Linked DNA regions of Athene noctua: region 1 is linked to region 2. The links are chromatin contacts, called in public Hi-C maps. All regions are on one chromosome and are shown on one strand. The core of a region is the stretch at or near the end of the contact, and the rest is flanking DNA. Distances in the headings are between cores, read along the strand shown. Region 1 holds the start of AGPAT5 (1-acylglycerol-3-phosphate O-acyltransferase 5). Region 2 holds the start of MCPH1 (microcephalin 1).

Region 1 (6,745 bases), core at 1,327-3,826, 160 kb after region 2:
AACATGTACCTGATATATAGAGAAAATGTATTAAAAGAGCCCATTGAAAGTATCAAATTATCAAAAGCAAAAATGAAGTGTGTGAACATGTGTGTGTGTGCTGTGTGAGTTGGTGACAGATTAAGAATGTGAAAAAACATCAAACTGAAGAAAAGAAATCAAACAGTGTAACAAAACAGAAAAAAGAGAGAGACTGTTAAAAACATATGGAATGTAAAATACAGCAAAGACAGGCAGTCTTATTTGCTCATTTGTAATACGGGAGTTAAAAAACATTCAAAGGGATCAAGAGGCAAACATTCTCAAACTTGTAAAGACGTATCTTTTTATATATAAGCCTAATGAATTGAAGGATCTCAGTGCTCATTTTTATCACTGGGACAAATGCCTGAGTTTGATTCAAGATAGGAAGAATAACCCTGTATATAAACAGACATAAAGAAGGGCCCCACAAATCCTAAACTGAAAGAGTATTATTAAGGTTGCAAAGTCCATCACTTAAATATATCAAGAAATGCTAGATTAAGACTGTGTGTATGAGTTCAACTATGACATTAGATAGTTTCCATTAGACCTCTTTTCCACTAGACCTCTACTGCATTCAGTGCATAGAATGTGCATTATTTCTTGATGAGCTTGGTATTTTATTTCCCTCTTTGTTCAAGGTGTGTCTTCAGTTCGTATTTATTACATGATAGCCAAACCATCCTCCAGAGGCAGAATTGTTCACTTCTGCAGATTTTGTAATCACTTACTATGGAGGTTCTTCAGAAGTATGAGTGAATTTATAGTCTGTAAGGAAAGATATAACTTCATATACATGCAATCGGAGGCCTCAAGTACATTCCTTGATATGAAGATTATTTTATTCCCTTCACATTCTTTTCACTGCAACTCATCTCTTCAGGCTGTTCACTGAGTGTTTACCTTCATCTCACAAACTCATACTCTGCCTTTAAACCCAGCCAGCTTAATTTTGTCATATTTTTCCCCAATCCCCCACCATTTCCCAGTCCCAGTTCACTGTTTATATTACAGACTGCTGATCTACATTTTCCGCTCCTGATCACAGTCTCATTAGCCAAACATACCCAGTTGATCTGAATCCCAGTCTCTCTCTGCAGTGGCCTTCATGAAGCAGCAGGTCTGGATCCGCTCTCCAACCTGTCCTGCCATACCAGCCACATCAGAGAGGTTGTTCCTGCATACCTGGCTCTGCTCTGCTGGCATCAGCTTTACCTTCTCTGTGTTGTGCTGGATTACTTTCTCCTCCCTGTATTGTGATTAATTACTTTCTCTTCCATGTGTCCATGTCATAGGCATCACAAAACAGAAGCTTCCTCCTCAAGTTTTCTGTCCAACCTAGCTTTTCTTGGTTCAGAGTAGAAAAATTTCCCGCTGGAAGAGGCCATAATGGGGAAAGTACCTTCATCTGGTAGTCCTGAGCTGAGGGTAGCATATGCAGTTACTCAGTGAGGACAGAAACATACACACCGATCGGGAATGGGGAGCCCTGACAGATAAGATGCCATGACCCCTCCTGCCCCCCAGTTCTGGACTGGGGAAGGAAATAAAGGCCATTTAGTCTCATCAGGGACACAGAAGCTATGATGCATGTCAAATACGAGTTCTCACTGCAGAGCTTCTCTGAGGCCGTCTGAAGAGAACATCGTCACAGTACTTCAACCTAGTATCGTTCCCCCAGTCTTACTTTGCTGAACTATTAGGATACCGTTTTCAACACACATTAAATAACAGCTAGCACAAGATGAATAACAGCAAAGGACAAAGCTTGTCCCATTTAAAGCCTGGTGAAGGAAACACATCTTAGCAGAAGGTAATGAGCATCCATTTCATTTAAAATTATGAGATCTTCAGAATCTTCACGATAAAACTTGTTTTTTAAAAGAACAATGAATAAACACTTCACTATGGGCTAGAGTTCAATAAGAAACTCCATCTGGGAAGGTTATTACACTGTTTTCTAGAAGACTTCTTGCATTTTCTTCAAAAGTAGCTGGTACACCTGGCTGCTGCTGTCACCAGCTTACTGGGGGTCAGAGATGTGGGGCAGCGTGGGACCCTGGGGGAGTCAGAATGCAAACGGTGGCGGTGAGCTCCCGAGGCGTACAAAGCCCTGACCGTCACTGCCGTTGTAGCGGGCAAAGGTGAGGAGTTCTCTTGGTGCTCCACTTCGGACTCATGGCAGAAAGGTGGGGGGTGAGTCAATTTTCTTCTAAGCTGTGCCGGGTTAAAATGAATACTAATGATAACTAAGCAATTATAAGCGCGTGACTCGTTTCGCATGTGCCGAGCAGCTCTGCCACACGGCGGGGAGCAGCCGGGCACCCCCCGGCCGCAGGGCCGCCGTAGCTGGGCACCGGGCCCGAGCGGCGAGGGCGGGGGATGGGGACACAGCGCGGGGCCTGCTCGTGGCGGCCCCCGCCGCAGGCCGGGCTGGCCGGGGCCGGAGCAGCGGCGGCGGGCAGCGGACCCCAGGTCGCGGCCGAGGCGGAGCCAGGGCGCCGCCCGCCCGTCCCGGAAGTCCCCCGCGGCCGCCGAGGGGCCGCCTTCCTGCCGGTGCGGCTCCGCCTCCGGCCGGGCAAGATGGTGGCGGAGGTGGCGCGGGGGGAGCCGTGAGCCGGTGACCGCTCCCGTGCCTGCCTGTCTCTGCCCACCCCCCCTTCCTGCTTGCCGGTGGCGGCCGCCGCTGCTGCTTCCCCGCCCGCCTGGCGGGTCTGCCCGGCGCGGCGGGCGATGCGGTCGGCGGGGCTGCCGCGCTGTGTGTGAGCGCGCTGCCCATGTGGGTGTCCCGGTGAGGCCGGGGGGCAGCGGGAAGATGCTGCTGTCGCTGGTGCTGCACACCTACTCCATGCGCTACGTCCTGCCCGCCGCCGTCATGATGGGCACGGCGCCCACCTACGTGCTGGCCTGGGGCGCCTGGCGCCTGCTCTCCGCCGTGCTGCCCGCCCGCTTCTACCGCGAGGTGGACGACCGCCTCTACACCATCTACCAGAGCATGGTGCTCTTCTTCTTCGAGAACTACACGGGCGTGCAGGTGAGCGGGGAGGGGAGGGGGCCGCCGGCCTGCCGTCCGCCGGCCTGCCGTCCCCCGGCCGCGGGAGCCGGCAGCCGCCGGGGAGCGGCCGTCGGTGATGTCGGCCACGGGCCCGCGGCTTCGGGCTCGCCTCCCGGCCGGCGCCTGCCCCCCCGCTGCCTCTCCCCGGGCCGCTCCGGCAGGCGGGGCGCAGCTCACCGCGCCGGGCCCGCCGGCCGCCATGTGAGGTCCGCGGGGAGGGAGCGGCGGCAGGTGCGGGCTGTGCCCTTCCCCGGCCCCGGGCCGCAGAGGACAGCCGTGTTTCGCAGCCGCGCTGCTCCGCTGGTGATGCTTTTCACGGAGTGTTGGTGTTGTGTTCATTTTGCAGGTCGGGAAAACGGAAGGGATGCGACACCGGCCGTGCTCTGTCAGCCCTTGAATGGCAGCCTCCCTTGCACACTTGAACCCTGTGGCCTGTGTTGCACATCTGTAGTATTAAATTGGCAGCAGATAAGAGAACTATAATCAACTATAATTGTCCTTAATACACGCACAAGTTTTTAATAAATAGAACACTTCACTTCTAAATTACTAGAGCTTCTCAGTTTTCGTGCAGTTTACCCCCTGTAACTCTTTGGCCCTTAAATTTTGGGTCAGCCATGGATTGTGATTATTCAGTGTATCAGAAACTGAAGTCCAAGGTTTCAGGTTAATAAGTTGGAATCGGAGGCCTCTCTTGCATGACCAGAAGGGTATTCGTGTTCAAATAATACTTACTTCAGGAAGCGTTAAATTTCTGAAGGGTCATCTGTTTGTCTGTAACTTGAAAAGTAAATAAGGAGACTTTTAATTCTACATGTAAAAAGAATTCTGTGTGTGACAGGTGCTTACTGTGCCCAAAACCTCACTTACGAACTTGTCTGAATATAAGGAAATGTATTTGAAGGTAGTGTCAGCTGTAGGTGTTCGGGAGTAGAGAGTAACAAGTGCTTACATGTTAATTGGCAGGTGACAGAGCAGGTACAAATAAGTCCTTATTTACAACTAAAGCATTTGACCACCCTTATAAAGCATCTTTCAAAATCAGGCTAGGTCTCCCCTAATTTCCACTGTTGAGCTGCAGTTGTAGGCCTCACTTCATACCAACTTAAGGAAACCCCCAAAGCCAGCTAAAGAGAGAAGAATTGCAGTTTGGTATCAGAGTAAATAGAACAGGTACAAAATGGAAGTGAGATCTCTTAGTGATAATTAGTTTTTGATTCACCTTGTAACTCGTGTGACTTCACCCTTACATCTTGCCCAAATTAGTTAACTAGCAATTTACATAACTTTAAAAAAAAAAAAAAAAATGAAGAGGGATCAATAGTTCACGGATTACGTACTTACTGTTTTATCATCCGCCTTCTTTTTTATGTAGCGTTTTTAATGCAGATATCTTGTGTGTAGTAACACACCTTGGTCATTATCAGCTGAAAGTAGCAGTATAGTAGTTTAATTCAACCCATTCTAAGAATGAGAGACAGAAATTAAGATGTCAGTTGTAATAGAAAAATTACTCAAATTTCCTACAAATAGTGTGTGCACAGAGTAGCAACCACTTTGAAATTTTGATAAGAACTTTTATTAAAAAAACCTCTTTTTATCAAAAATGCTAACCAAAAGAAACAAAGGCAGCTGTCATCTGTTGACTTATGTTTTGTTGCATTGATAAAACTTCAACACACACACACACAAAAATGGTGGGGGACAGTACAAGGGATCACTTAGGACAATATTAAAATAGAGGTGCCTTGTCACAGTAAGTAATAGATGATCTTAATAGGAGATGATGCATACAGAGCTGAAATAAAAGATAACAGAAACAAGAGAGCCCGCAAAACCACTGTGGCATATATCATAAGTAAAATAGTAACTGACTGAAAGGTAAATAAAAACTGGGAAAATATAGCTATGTTGAAAGGTAAGAAGTAGAATCCTTAGAATTTATGTATCGTTTCAGTGGAAGATAACCCCCATTTGTTTAAGGAGGAGAAACAGGGTGTCTTTTCAGACCTACTCTTGCAAACACTGAGACCATTTAACTTGAAACTCACAGTGGAAAGTTAAACGTGTGCCTCAGTGTTTGAGATTGGGATGGTAACTTGAGAGCTATTGGATGTTTTAAGGCATGTAATTAGATGCAGAAGATTGAACTTAATCACTTATTCCCAAAAAACAATGCAAGCATAGTAACTTGGGTGGTTTCATAAAGGTGGCTGTAGGGCTTTGCCAGCATTAAGGCATCGTAATAGCCATGGGAGGGAAGAATTCAGCATCTCTTTCAGGTCTTTCAGTTGATCAAAGCGTGTTGGGATATTTTTTTGTAACTGGATAAATGAGAGGCCAAAAACCTCATCCACCAGAATACTGGAATTTGTTGCGTAGTCATTAGGATTATGCAGATGCTTAAGTGACTTACTGAATCAAAGCCTTAAGTGATTTAAGTGACTTCTTAGTGTTGTCACCTTTTTACCCTATATAAAGTCTTTAATGTTGTGTGCTATTTAACATCCTTTGTTTATTACGCATAGCGTATTTGTAGTTTTTCAGTACGATAACACTCTAAGACAGTTGGGAATATTTGAGGTGTCTGATCTTAATATTTTTACTGAAACTGCCAGCAATGTGATTGGGGCTTTCACAGAGTAAAGTTGCTTTGGTTCATAAACTTAGATTATTTTTTGACTGAATGAAACGCTAGTGTATCTTGATATTTATTTTGTATTTATCTGTCAGGAAGTGATGTTTCTGTGTATCATCTGCTGTTAGTCCATCGTGTATCTAAACCTCCCCCTCATGACTGTATGCACAAATGTATTTTTTTCTTCTTTTTTTGTTCTCCTTGGATGTTTTTAGCCAAGTTTATTAAAACAAAATCTGTAGTTCATGCTAGGAGGGCATTTTATCTATGTAGCAAATTCTTTTCAGTTGTGAAACATATCTAAATAAGGTGATAATCTGCATGACAGAAAATCTTGAAAGACTAATTCCCTTTTAAGTATTTGATTTGAGATCAAAAATAGTTACAGAGCTATAATTGCTGTGAACCCTTGCTGAGTTTTTATGTTCTAGAGAGTGGCTCATGAAGTAACTGTAAAAGTTTTTTACTTTCTCATATGGCAAATACTTTCCCTTTGTAAATTTTGGGTCAGATCTGGGTTTTCTCCACCAAAATTATTTGTTTTACAAAGCCTAAGAGAACTTCAGCTAAGATGGAGTCAGTTTAGGTTTTCCAGTGATACAGAATTCTGTTAACGTATTGCCAAAAATGGCCAGTTTGCTGACTATCATGCAAGAGTTGGCTGTGGAAAATCAAAGAACAAGTATTTATAGTACAAGAAGCAACCCAGAACATAGCAATACTGCAAATGAGGTAAACTGGACAAAGCCATTATGCCTATCAAGTGAAATCCTATTATGCTGTGTAAATTTGTCAGTTCAATTGCAGTTTAGCAGATATCCATAAATTTTATTAAGGAGCTATAAATATATACAATTAATCTGTATGTGGCATTGTGACAATGCTCTTCAACAATCTCCAGGATTATGAACTCACAGTAATGAAAATTTGTAAATGTCCTCTGTTGGAAAGTAGTATAGAGGGAATGGTCCTGCTTTGGCCTTATGTTGCTTTTGATGCAAATGCAGTTGTGTTGCTCCCCACCTGAC
Region 2 (6,436 bases), core at 310-2,809:
GAAGGACTTGGGGGTATTAGTGGATGGAAAACTGACTATGAGACAATGATGTGCGCTTGCAGCCCAGAAAGCCAACTGTATCCTGAGCTGCATCAAGAGAAGTGTGGCCAGCAGGTCAAGGGAGGTGATTCTCCTCATCTACCCTGTTCTCATGAGACCCCACCCGGAGTATTGTGTGCAGCTCTGAGGCCCCCAATATAAGAAGAACATAGACCTGCTTGAGCAGGTGCAGAGGAGACCATGATGATCATCAGGGGGCTGGAGCACCTCCCCTATGAGCACAGGATGAGAGAGTTGGGGCTGTTCAGCCTGGAGAAGAAAAGGCTCCAGTGAGACCTTATAGTGGCCTTCCAGTACCTAAAGGGGGCCTACAAGAAAGCCAGAGGGACTTTTTACAAGGGCCTGTAGTGATAGGACAAGGGTTGATGGCTTTAAACTGAAAGAGGTTAGATTTAGATTAGATATAAGTTCTTCCCTGTGAGGGTGGTGAGACACTGGCACAGGTTTCCCAGAGAAGCTGTGGCTGCCCCCTCCCTGGCAGTGTTCAAGGCCAGGTTGGACGGGGCTTTGAGCAACCTGGGCTAGTGGAAGGTGTCCCTGCCCATGGCAGGGGGGTTGGAACTGGATGATCTTTAAGGTCCCTTCCAACCCAAACCGTTCTATGATTCTATGATTCCTTCTCCAGGCTGGTGCATCTTTATCTAAATAGCTACTTTTCATACGGAAATCATGCAGTATCCTTGTTTTGCACCTCTATTGTTTTTCTGTTGCTGCTGTGTTATTTCTCAGAGGAAGAAACAAGGATTGCACATTGAAGATTTCAGAACAGCACCGATTTATACAACTATATAGCAATGTCTGTGCTTCCGATCTGCGTGAGCTATTTTCCTTCAAAAAAGATGTGCTTCTTTCTCCTTGTAAATCTTCTTATACTCTTAAATTCCATGATTTTATTATAATTTTTATCAGTTTTTCCTGGGGAAAACATCAGGTTTTCTCTCTCTTACTTCCCCCTGGTATCACATTTGCTATACTCCAGCCTTCTGGCACCAAAGCCATTTCACATATGGGTGAGCTTACTATAATTCATAGTACAGTTGCATTTAAGTAATTTTGGATGCTTTGGTAAATACCATCTGGCAGAGTCCATTTGCTAATCCCCATTTTGTTGGCCTTCTCTGTTATTTTTTTCACTTCAGACACTGCAGTCTGAGCCACCGGAGGACACCGGTTGGTGGATGCACCTTCCCACAGAGCAAAATTCTTCAGAGAAGCCTCCTGAGGACTCCTCACGGTGAACACGGACACAAACACCTCACCTGTCGCTCGGCTCTTCAAAGCCGCGTTTCCAGCAGCGTCTGGCGCTGCCGCGGCCCGCCCGGCGCGGCGCTCGGCAGGGGCCGCCCGCACGGCCCGCGCGCTGCCGGACGCCTTCGGGGCGCCACAGCGGCCGCACGCGCCCGGCTGCCACACCCACGAGGCCGGCGCCGTTCGAGCGCCGCCCCCCAGGCCAGACAGGCCCCGCCCCCCGCCCCGCCCCCGCCTCGGCCGGGCGCAGGCGCGGCGCGGGCCGGGCGCCGCGCGCGGAGGCGGTTTAAAAGGTGGCGGGTACCGGAGCCTGAGGGTGTTGCGCCGCGCCGCTAATGGAGCCCGTCCTGACAGGTACCGGCTCGGCAGCCGGGCAGGGCCGCGCCGCGCCTGTCCCGGTGCGGCTCAGGGGGGCTGCCGGGCCGCGCCGTCCCGGCACGGCACGGCGTCTCCTTGCGGCCCTTTCTCCGGTGGTTCCCGGCAGGGCTGCCGGCGGAGAGCGGCCGGGCCTGGCGAGCCAGTCTTTAGCTCGACCTCGTGGCGTGGTTCCCCTCGCGGGTGGGACGCCCTCCCGCGGGCGCCGGCGCGGCTCTGACTGATCGCGACTCCGCCCGAAGCCTGCGGCGGGGCCGCCTGGGACGCGGGCTGTGCCCGGTGGCAAGGCCGGCCGGGGCGCGTACCCGCTGCGGCGGGCGGGCCTGGCGGGCTCCCTCAGGCCGGGGAGGGAGCGAGTGCCCCTTGGGGTGGCTGCCGGTACAGCACTGGCCCGCGCTGCTGCCGCCACGCATCGGTGCCAGACTGGCTCTTCCTGTTCTGGTCAGGCATGGCCTCGCTTGGTCTGGTTTCTTCTGCATCTTTCTCAATTTCTGCCTCGCTAGGTTGCCCTCTGACGCCTGTTTTTCCTCGCTGTTGTCGCCTTCTCTGAGACATTCTAGCATAAGTTGCCGTTATGAGAACCAAGCTCTACTCAGCTCTTCTAGTTCAGGCAAAGCTTCCAGCCCTTCCTTGTTTTCTTTTCCATTGACTGTACAAAAGCTACAGAGTGCCTTGTCTTCTGTTGGAGTATCTTTGATTAGCTAAAATTGGGTAATTATTGTAAAATACACCTTTGATCCTACTGCAGGTAAATAAATGTACCTTTGAAGTAATCTTCCTTTGTTTGACCCTCACTGCAATGCTCTAGCCTGTTTTTCTAGGAGAATTTGTAGCTATGAAGGTTCTAAAATATTTGATGTAAGAGGAAGTCGTTTTTTCAGGTGCAGTTTTTTTACCACAGAGCAATCGAGATAAAATGCAACTCTGGGAGAAGCGGCCCTGGTCCAGTAGTAAAATGAACACAGTTAAAAATGCTTTGGAGTACACGTCTTAATTTCCCATGTATATCTGAAGTCATAGTACTGATAATATTTTTCCCTGTGATTTGGGTAACAAGGTGTTTTATGTTCCACACTTCTGTTGTATGTTAGAAGTGTTTCTAATAATCATAAAGAATATGTTGCTCTTTATAAAATACTTCTACTGTTTGATCATTATTCTGGTTTCCATTTAGAAAGAATACATGACAGTACATAAAAATGGATCAGAAGAACATACATAGTAACCAAGATAATTAAGCAATGTTTGCCAAGGATGACCCTTTTAAATTGACTCTTTCAGTTTTATTCATGAGTTCTGAGAGTTGTCAGGCCTGCAGTTTGTATAAAGTTGGTTTTGGTGACAGTTTTCTGGAACATCCCTGTTGTGCCATTCAGAATGGGAAACGGGCATGACCGGTGGAGCCGTTAGGTCACTTCAGTGCCTGTCCTAAGTAAAATTAATGAGGGGATTGTTAGGAGTTTGTTTGCTTATTCCCCCATGTCAATATGTCTGTGTTCACTTGTTTAAAGGCTTTCTCAACCAGGGCTGATTGCGGTCCTTGAAGAAATTATTAATCTAGTTGATAAAGGAAGCTAATTAAATGCAATATACCTAAAGCTATGTAAAGCAACTGACATGAAATTGTATTGGCCCCTGTGATATGTACTTAATTTGGGGTGTTTCAGTATAAATAAAGTGGAATTTAAAATCATTTGGAAATTGTGAAGTAATATTTCTGCAGTCTTCTGGCGGTTTGGGCAACGAATAATTCTACTGTGTTTATTTCATTATGTGTGTAACTTGTGTTACATTAGCTTGTCTTAAAGTTTTTTATTACCCTGAAAACTAGTAGTGATTAAATAATTCTAAGGATAAGCAGTCACATAAAGATATGGCATTGCTTGTTAAGCTGGTAGTGTGCTTTAAATAAACAAAGTGAAAAGTTGTGTGTCTAGTGTCAAATTTCTAAGTTTGTTCCATTACAACTTAATTTAAGGGACAGAAATACTCTAAAAAGACCATTCTGCTGCTAGTATCTGATACTCAATTTATTAAAAGCTATATTTGATACTGAATGCAATATGTATAGATGCAAAATTTTCTTGGAAAGGCAAGTTTTACCTGTTTTACCATAGTATATACTTAATTAGCTGTTTGTTTTTTCTCTTCTGATCCAGGTATTTTCGCATTTGTAGATGTTTGGTCATCTAACAGAACAGAAAATTACTCAAAAACCTTTGAACAGCAACTTCTTGATATGGGAGCAAAAGTAAGGAAACTATTTTGAAATAGAGTAGGAAAGCTATTAATTACAAATGAGCTTGCATGTTCTGTTTATTATGTTATTTCTTTGTAATACGAGTTTTTGAAGTGCAGGAAGAATGGTAATCACAGACCCGAGAACAGACAAATGTGCTGTAAAATTCTTACTAGTGACATATGGGAAGTGATTTTAAAGCCTTCCTGTGTCTGTAAGCCTCTGTATATTAATGATAGTATGCATTTGTTGTGAAGTATTGGGCTTGCCACATACTGTGGGCAAACCAAGTCTTAGTGTTGAAAACCTGTGGTTTACAAGTATGTACCTTATGTTGTTTGTTTTCTTTAACTTCTAGGCAGCTGCTCTGTTGTTACTACAATATTTCCTAACCCCAAGTACCATGACATTTTACTCTGCTGTGCACTCTCCTACAAATGTGATTCAACTGCAGGAAGTGCTAGTAAAAATGTATCTGATTTTTTTTTTTCCTGTATCAAGTATAGCTGACTTGTAGGTGCAAAATACTTTTAATTGCCAGCTGTAAAATTTCAGAGACCAAAGACGAACTGGCATCTTCCCTTCTCATGTGTTATAACCAGTTAATGGAGAGTTTTACAGCTCGCATCATGCTCTAAATAAGTTGTGTGAACTCCTCATGCTTTTTAAGTGGGTAGGTATATTTTACTGTAATTCAGAAAATTTTGCTAATCTCCCCAAAGCCTCTCTTTCTGTACGAATTTAGCTGAGAGCATGACAGAACAGTAGAATAACTGGTTTTATTATAAAATCAGATACAAGTCAATGAATAACTTGAGTAAAATATATTTCTGATGCTTTTGTGCTGTACTATCAGAACTATGGAATTCTGATATTAGGGTTTTTGCATAGAAAATATGACAGCATGAGACCTCAAAATTCGAGTTGATCAAAACGTAACTGGATATAGTGAAAGATATAGGCACACGATACTGATGAGCCTATTTAGCAGATCCCCTTCCCTTTTACTGGGTTGAGCTGATTCAGCAAGCTAAGGTCAGGTGAGCAGCAGAGAACATCCAGGGTAAGAGAGGAGACAGGAGAGGTGAGAAGGAGGTGTAAGGTGGTGCTCCTCCATAATTTGGAGGCAAAGCTACATTAAGCATTTGTCTCCTTAGGGCATAGGTTGTGAGCCAGACAATTGCTTATTCGCTTATGGTATTATATCTGGAGTCATAACTTACTCCAGAAGAGATTCTTTGGTCTTGTATAACTAGATACTTAAGTATCATGGGGTTTTTATCTTCCAAGAAGCAATAAATCAGCTTGCCACCAGAACTTTTTGGAAAAGCTGAATAGTTTTCTTAAAGCCAAATATAGATCAATCATGATAGGAGCCAAGTATAGTGATGCAATTGAGACTGCAACAGGAAGCTACACAGCTATTTCCATTTGGCTGTGCTGAGAAGATGCTGCTGTAAAATATGAATTGTAATGATCTCATGTCAGCAATTGCAACAACTGATCAAAGAGTTTTATATGTAGGATGTTTAGTCTCCACAAAAGGAAACTTTGTAATGAATGGGGTATCTAGAGCTTAAAAGGTTATTGTTTAATTGCCCATAGAGGCTGATAACTGAAGATTTGATCAGTTGTATGACAAAATAAAAATGTCAGGTAGGATGGTAGCTGTACTGACTTAAGTTTTTTGCATTTCTCACTTTTTAAAGTGTTCCCATATAAATTTTTTTCTTGGTAGTAGTTTCAGCCTTCCCTGAAAACTAAGTGATCTTTATTGATGAGAATTAGTTTAAAGGATGAGGTTAACTGTATTCTTTAAGCATGGGAATTCTTTGCTAAGTAAAAGTGTAATTTGACATTTCTTTGGATAATGGCGACTACTTTCTGTACTCTCTGTTATATGAGATGATGTTGGGCTACAAAAATAAAAATGAAAGATTAGTGATACAGCTGGGGGGCGGGGTGAAAATGGTAACCTAGAGAGAAGTTTGAAAACAAAAGGGTAGTCTAGCCCTCTAGCATGCATTGCATTGCCTTGACTAATGAGACTTGAGTTTTCATTGCTTGAGGCTTCCTGTGAAGATGGGAAAGATCAAAAGAGTCCTTCACATGTTTAGAATAAGTTTTATGCTAATAGTTTACACATTAAAAACAGACTACACTAGCTAGTTTCATTAGCATTTTCTGATTATCAGACTTTAACGTTGAGTTCTCTGTACTTCTGCAGGTTTCAAAAACTTTGAACAAGCATGTGACCCATGTAGTCTTCAAGGACGGACATTTGGCTACATGGAGAAAGGCACAGAAGATGGGTGTAAAAATAGTTTCTGTACTTTGGGTGGAAAAGTGAGTACTCTTGAATATAACAAATGTGACCCATTCCAGACATAAGATCCTAGTGTTTTATTTTAAAACTTAAATACAGTACCTGTTTTTTAATGTAGTTGAAATAGTGATAAATCTATAAGTAAATAACTTTTCTATGAGATTGTTCCTATTATAAAGCATGTTACT

The links. Hi-C and Micro-C count contacts between places; a contact is called where the count stands out from the background.
Region 1: a contact with region 2 is called in a Hi-C map of liver, with 4 times the contacts expected there. The contact joins the promoter of AGPAT5 here to the promoter of MCPH1 in region 2. A contact is called at or near these places in 2 of 2 Hi-C or Micro-C datasets (heart and liver).

The regions. Positions count from the first base shown.
Region 1 is chr1:27,455,802-27,462,546 of bAthNoc1.hap1.1, forward strand. AGPAT5 (1-acylglycerol-3-phosphate O-acyltransferase 5) reads left to right here and starts at 2,577. Exons shown (of 8, transcript XM_074895743.1): 1 at 2,577-3,058. The coding sequence starts at 2,840.
Region 2 is chr1:27,291,933-27,298,368 of bAthNoc1.hap1.1, forward strand. It overlaps MCPH1 (microcephalin 1), which reads left to right and starts at 1,560. Exons shown (of 17, transcript XM_074895734.1): 1 at 1,560-1,662; 2 at 3,843-3,934; 3 at 6,150-6,268. The coding sequence starts at 1,644.